2 separate regions of the Salmo salar genome follow, and region 2 is linked to region 1. Evidence: chromatin contacts called from public Hi-C data. All regions are on one chromosome and are shown on one strand. Each heading gives the region's core, a stretch centred on a gene start, on an enhancer-like site or on the middle of the called end of the contact. The rest is flanking DNA. Distances are from core to core; before and after follow the strand shown.

What was found. Hi-C and Micro-C count contacts between places; a contact is called where the count stands out from the background.
Region 2: a Hi-C map of muscle shows a contact between it and region 1, with 5 times the contacts expected there. The contact joins the promoter of LOC106611469 here to the promoter of mrps26 in region 1. A contact is called at or near these places in 2 of 3 Hi-C or Micro-C datasets (gill and muscle).

The regions. Positions count from the first base shown.
Region 1 is chrssa09:50,837,481-50,840,574 of Ssal_v3.1, reverse strand. mrps26 (mitochondrial ribosomal protein S26) reads right to left here and starts at 1,421. Exons shown (of 4, transcript XM_014211690.2): 1 at 1,058-1,421. The coding sequence starts at 1,275.
Region 2 is chrssa09:51,003,505-51,006,598 of Ssal_v3.1, reverse strand. LOC106611469 (pantothenate kinase 3) reads left to right here and starts at 1,549. Exons shown (of 9, transcript XM_014211702.2): 1 at 1,549-2,028; 2 at 3,083-3,094. The coding sequence starts at 1,743.

The DNA of each region.
Region 1 (3,094 bases), core at 172-2,671:
ATTTTAAGGAAACCAGACGGAACAATTTTCTTGTATTTTTTATTTATTTACGGATAGCCAGGGGCACACTCCAACACTCAGAAAATAATTTACAAACAAAGCATTTGGGTTTAGTGAGTCCGCCAGATCAGTGGCAGTAAAGATGACCAGGGATGTTCTCTTGATAAGTGTGTAAATTGGACCACTTTCCTGTCAAACTGTAACGAGTACTTTTGGGTGTCAGGGAAAATGTATGGAGTAAAAAGTACATTATTTTCTTTAGGAATGTAGTGAAGTAAAAGTTGCCATAAATTTAAATAGTAAAGTACAAATACCCCCAAAAACTACTTAAGTAGTATTTGAAAGTATTTTTACTTAAGTACTTTACTGTTCTAATTATGTTGGTAACCAGTTTATAATAGCAATAATGCACCCTGGGGATTGTGGTATATGGCCAATATACCACAGCTAACGGCTGTATCCAGGCACCCCACGTTGCGTCATGAATAAGAACAGCCCTTAGCCGTGGTATATTGGCCATATACCATACCCCCTTGTGCCTTATTGCTTAATCATAGCAGTCGACGAGTTAAACGGACATCCATTGATGGAAAATGATCTGGCGAGTTTAATACGGGCAAATAATATTTTCTCTTGCCACATTTAAAATTCCTTTATTATGTCATATCTTGCAATAATAATCATTTTGAGGAAACCCACATTTTGATTCTAACGTCATTACAAGTTACTATGATATGAATTCTTAATTGGCTCAATAACGTTATGGAAAAAAAGTGTTTATTGTATAAATATGGCAACTTCTCTCTTGCTGTGAAAAAATAATTTGGGTCTAGTTTACTAACCATGGCGGAGTTAATGCCAACAAAATGACACCATATTTATCTTTATGGCTATGAATGGGATAACTGAATAGCTAACGTTACTTATTTATTATCAGTACTGAAACTAATCAGTCAGACAATTTCACTTTTATACACAACTAGCTATCAGTAACCTTAAGATTGAATCTTAAAGATTTTTGGTCTGAAACATTAAACGTGCATTGGTCTAGTCTTACCTCAGCGCTCTCATGATCAGGTCATATTCGGTGAATCTCTCCCTGAGGACCACCATCTCTACCGGGTCGACGGGAGGTGGCGTTTTGATGCGCCCCTCTTTGGATTTGGCCTTTGGATCGGTGCGGGTCTTCCTACCCCGGACAGCCTCAACAAGCACGGCTCCACGGGGGGCGAGAAGCCGGATTACCGGGTTACTTCTGGTAATAATTTGAAACATACTGACTGACAATCGACCTACTTACTCTAAAAATTTAATCGCAAATATTTACGTACAACTATCAATAAAATGCGTGTATGTATTTAGCGGAAACATACAAGTGGCTTCACGAAGCAGCCATGTTGATAAAATAAATCCCGGAAGCATTACCAAGGTTACGTAAATAACTTCCGGGTCAATGTCTAGGTTGAAGTTCAGACAGAACAATGAGACAGATATTTCACCGGATGTATAAATGTGAAGCATCTAGTTCGCGTTTCCACTCATTACCAAATAAGTTAGTGAGAGGAAGCCCAGTTACTTGAAGTGGGGGAAAAAATGGATTTTGGCCCTATATTCTTCACATTTTCTCATCGATAAAAATTTGATTTCAATACAGTTTTCTGTTTCTAAAACTAGAATCTGTTAAGAACAGAGTGGACATATTTTTTTGTAGACATTACCCGTTACAAAAATAAAACAGAAATAGGTTGTTTTTAAGGAGTGTAAGGACACTTCACAAACTTAACTCGCTAGCTCATGCTTGTCTCTGCCCACTATTATACATTTTCTGCCATTAGAAACGACAGGCTGTGGTCGATCTTGGCTTAGTTATACACATCTTTGGTTGAATGGTTTCCACTAAAAAGCACAGCCACAACGTCAAAATGGTCTATAATCATAAACATTTATGAAAACACAAATTACCTTTTTGGTCTTAATTTAAAAGATTAGGTTTAGCCATCTAATGCACATTCAGATGTTATAAATCAGCACTGCAGAGCTCTCCCTGTTATCTGCCGTGCCTTGATTGTATTACTGTTGATGATATCTGGAAATGTGCATGTACACCCTGGTCCATCTACTGTTGCTAGCCCCAATTCTGACTGGTGCTCTGATATCTGCTTCACTGATTTCTGCTCTCGTAAAAGCCTGGGTACTCTGCATGTTAACACTATAAACTTATTAACTAAAATGGATCAATTGAAAGTGTGGGTTCACAGCTCCAATCCAGATGTGTTGATCATTACTGAGACGTGATTATTACGGAAGAGTGTTTTGAATACTGATGTTAACCTTTCTGGTTATAACCTTTTTTGGCAAGACAGATCTTCCAAAGGTGGTGGAGTGGGAATCTTTACCAAGGATCACCTTCAGTGCTCAGTTGTCTCCACCGAGTCTGTCCCCAAACGATTTGCTGGTTTTAAGCATTCAACTTTCAAATAGCTCTTTGTTGACTGTTGCTGGGTGCTATCGTCCTCCATCAGCACCGGCCTGTACCCTACCTGCCCTAAGCTCTCTCCTGGCCCCTTACACTAAGTCTGAATTTGTCCTGCTAGGTGACCTAAACTGGGACATGCTTAAACCACCTGACCAAGTCCTAAAGCAATGGGACTTCTCAGATTCTTACCAATCCCACAAGGTATGACTCCAAATACCCAGAAGAGCCTTCTCTCCTCGATGTTATCCTCACAAATAATCCTGATTAGGTATCAGTCTGGTGTTTTATGTAATGACCTTATTGATCACTGTTTTACAGCCTGTGTTCGTAATGGCTGCTCAGTGAAACAACCTGTCCTGATTTGTCATAGACGCTTGAAAAAACTTTCATGAGCAAGCCTTCCTTCATGACCTGGCCTCTGTAAAATGATATAGAATCAGCTCCTCTGTCGAAGACGCTTGGACTTTCTTTTTTGATATTTTCAGTGGTATTTTTAACAAACACGCCACCATAAAGAAAATGAGAATTAAAAACAGGTTCAGCCCCTGGTTTGACCGTGATCTTGCAGTTACTCCACCTCAAGAATTGCATTTGGAGAAAGGCTCGGCACACGCATAC
Region 2 (3,094 bases), core at 300-2,799, 170 kb before region 1:
CAAATTTGCCAAAAAGCACCTGGATGATCATCAAGACTCTTGGAAGAATATTCTATGGACAGATTAGTCAAAGTATAATTTTGGGGGGGGACGACAGTGGTCCCATTATGGGGCGATAGGTAGCCAAGTGCGTTGGGCCAGTAATCGAAAAGTTGCTGGATCGAATCCCCGAGCTGACAAGGTAAAAAATCTGTCGTTCTGCTGCTGAACAAGGCAGTTAACCCACTGTTCCTAGGCTGTCATTGTAAAATAAGATTTTTTTCTTAACTGACATGCCTAGTTAAATAAAAAAATAAAAAAGGCAAAACATATGTTAACATTGCCAGAACAAGTGAAATAGATAATAAATGAAATGAACAGTGTGGTCTTGTGTGGCTCAGTTGGTAGAGCATGGTGTTTGCAACACCAGGGTTGTGGGTTCGATTCCCATGGGGGACCAGTATGGGGGAAAAAATGTATGAAATGTATGCACTCACTACTGTAAGTCGCTCTGAGTGTCTGCTAAATTACTAAAATGTAAACAGTAAACATTACACTCACATAAGTTCCAAAGGAATAGAGACATTTCAAATGTCATATACAGTGTTGTAACAATGTGCAAATAGTTCAACTGCAAAAGGGAAAATAAATCAATTGCGTTCGTTCTTCAATGATTGCCCTTTTCTTGTGGCAACAAGTCTGAAATCTTTCTGCTGTGATGGTACACTGTGTTATTTCACCCAATAGATATGAGAGTTTCATTATCTATTCTATAAATTATGTCTAAACAGTGATCAATTCACCAATTTCCTCTCAAGAGGTTGTGAAAATAACTGTACATTGTAAATCTATCCTAAAGAGGGTTGCAGGTAGCCTAGCGGTTGGGCCAATAACTGAAAGGTTGCTGGTTTGAATCCCCGAGCTGACTAGGTGTAAAATCTCTCTCTGTGCCCTTGAGCAAGGTACTTAACCCTAATTGCTCTTGTAAATTGCTCTGCATAAGAGTGTCTGCTAAATCAGTGGTTCCTAGGACTCCTGGGGGGTACTTGGCCTATCCATAGGGGATACTTGATGAGACCATAGCCCTTTGGTGAAAATGCACATGAAGGGGAAAGCAAAATACAAGACGAAAGCAATTTACAAAAAAAAATGTATGCATGCATTCACTACTGTAAGTCGCTCTGGATCAGAGCGTCTGCTAAAATGACTAAAATGTAAAATTCAGTTGGTGGTACATTAACCGAAAACGGTAGGGAACCACGGTGCTAAACGACCTAAATGTAAACGCTTGGCGTTGAATTCCCCGCCTTTTATTGAACGCGGAACCAATACTGTCCAATGACATGACTAGAACAGTCATGGCTAGAAGGGATACAGCTTTTGTAAAAAAAAAAAAAAAAATGTCAGATTTGGACTTCGAATGATCGTAACAGGATAATTAGGTTAATGTTATGAAAATGGTTTAAGAGTTAGCTTAAAAATTCAACCAAAAAAATAGATATACTTTTGACAAAAAAACTTTATCCCTTTGACCGACTGGAACATTCTTGAAGGGATCGCTACGTAAGTTCCTGCAACATCTTGTTGTGAAAACGAACTGACATCAAAAACATTGGCAGAAAATTTTTTTTTTATTTTTTATACCAAACAAGATCCATTTTATTTAGCAACCTTGTCAGCTTTAGATATTATCTCAGGTCGGAACGCACAATTTAATACAACATTTTTTATATCAAAACGTCATTCTTCAAATATTGTATTCAATGGAAAAACGGAATGGCCACCACGGCGAGAATGAACCGGAGACCGGGGGAAACGAAGAGACGACGGAGCCTCCACCGAAACAGTCGCGGTCAAGGAGTGACGAGTCGAGTAATATAATTAGATTAGACGGTAACAACATGGAGACGACTAAGGCCGGTGGTAGTAGTAGTAGTAGTAGTAGTAGTAGTAGTAGTAGTAGTGGTGGTGCCACCGGTGAACGACGCACATCCACAGCCAACTATTCATCAAGGCAAAGGATTGACTCTCTGAGAAAGATCAGACCACGTACGTTTTGAACAGTAACTTTTACCTGTCGTGTTAATGTTAGCATAACGGAGCAGCGTAATATATAACTATCGTGTTAATGTTAGCATAACGGAGCAGCATAATATATACCTATCGTGTTAATGTTAGCATAATAGATAACTATCGTGTTAATGTTAGCTAACGGGCAGCATAACAGATAACTATCGTGTTAATGTTAGCATAATAGATAACTATTGCGCTAATGTTAGCTAACGGGTAGCATAACATAACTATCGTGCTAATGTTAGCTTACGGAGCAGCATAATATATAACTGTCGTGTTAACGGGTAGCATAATATATAACTGTCGTGCTAATGTTAGTTTACGGAGCAGCATAATATAACTGTTGTGCTAATGTTAGTTAACGGGCAGCATAACAGATAACTATCGTGTTAATGTTAGCATAATAGATAACTATCGTGCTAATGTTAGCATAATAGATAACTATCGCGCTAATGTTAGCTAACGGGTAGCATAATATATAACTGTCGTGCTAATGTTAGCTTACGAGCAGCATAACAGATAACTGTAAATGACTGTCTTCTCTTGTGGTCTTGTCATTTCTAGTTGTACAATGTGAACTAGCCTGTTAGCTTAGCTTCAATGTTTTTCAGCAGCAGGCAGACAAGATGGCGTCTCAGTACACACTGCTATTAGTGGGAGGACCGTGTATACACACAGCGGTCTACTGTTATTGTCATATCTATTAGCATTGTATTGAAGAAGATGGTTCAACAAGCTTTGTTGTGTCACGATTGCCCGACATTTTTTTAAAGAAACAGTTGACATTTTTTATATATATGTTGTAGTGTTAGTTGATGCCAAACCTTAACTAGATGTCATTGTGTTACTGTATGTAGTGTGTTGTTGACATTTGATTCGCTGTTCACCCTCCCTCCTAATCACTTCCTGACCTGTCTCTATGCAGCAACTCCATTTGTATGTACTGTTGCTGACATTTTTTTATTATTATTATTAACAAAGATTTGTTTCCTCCTCTCTTTCTGTTTGGTCTCTGTGTCTACTATTACAGCCTTCCCCTGGT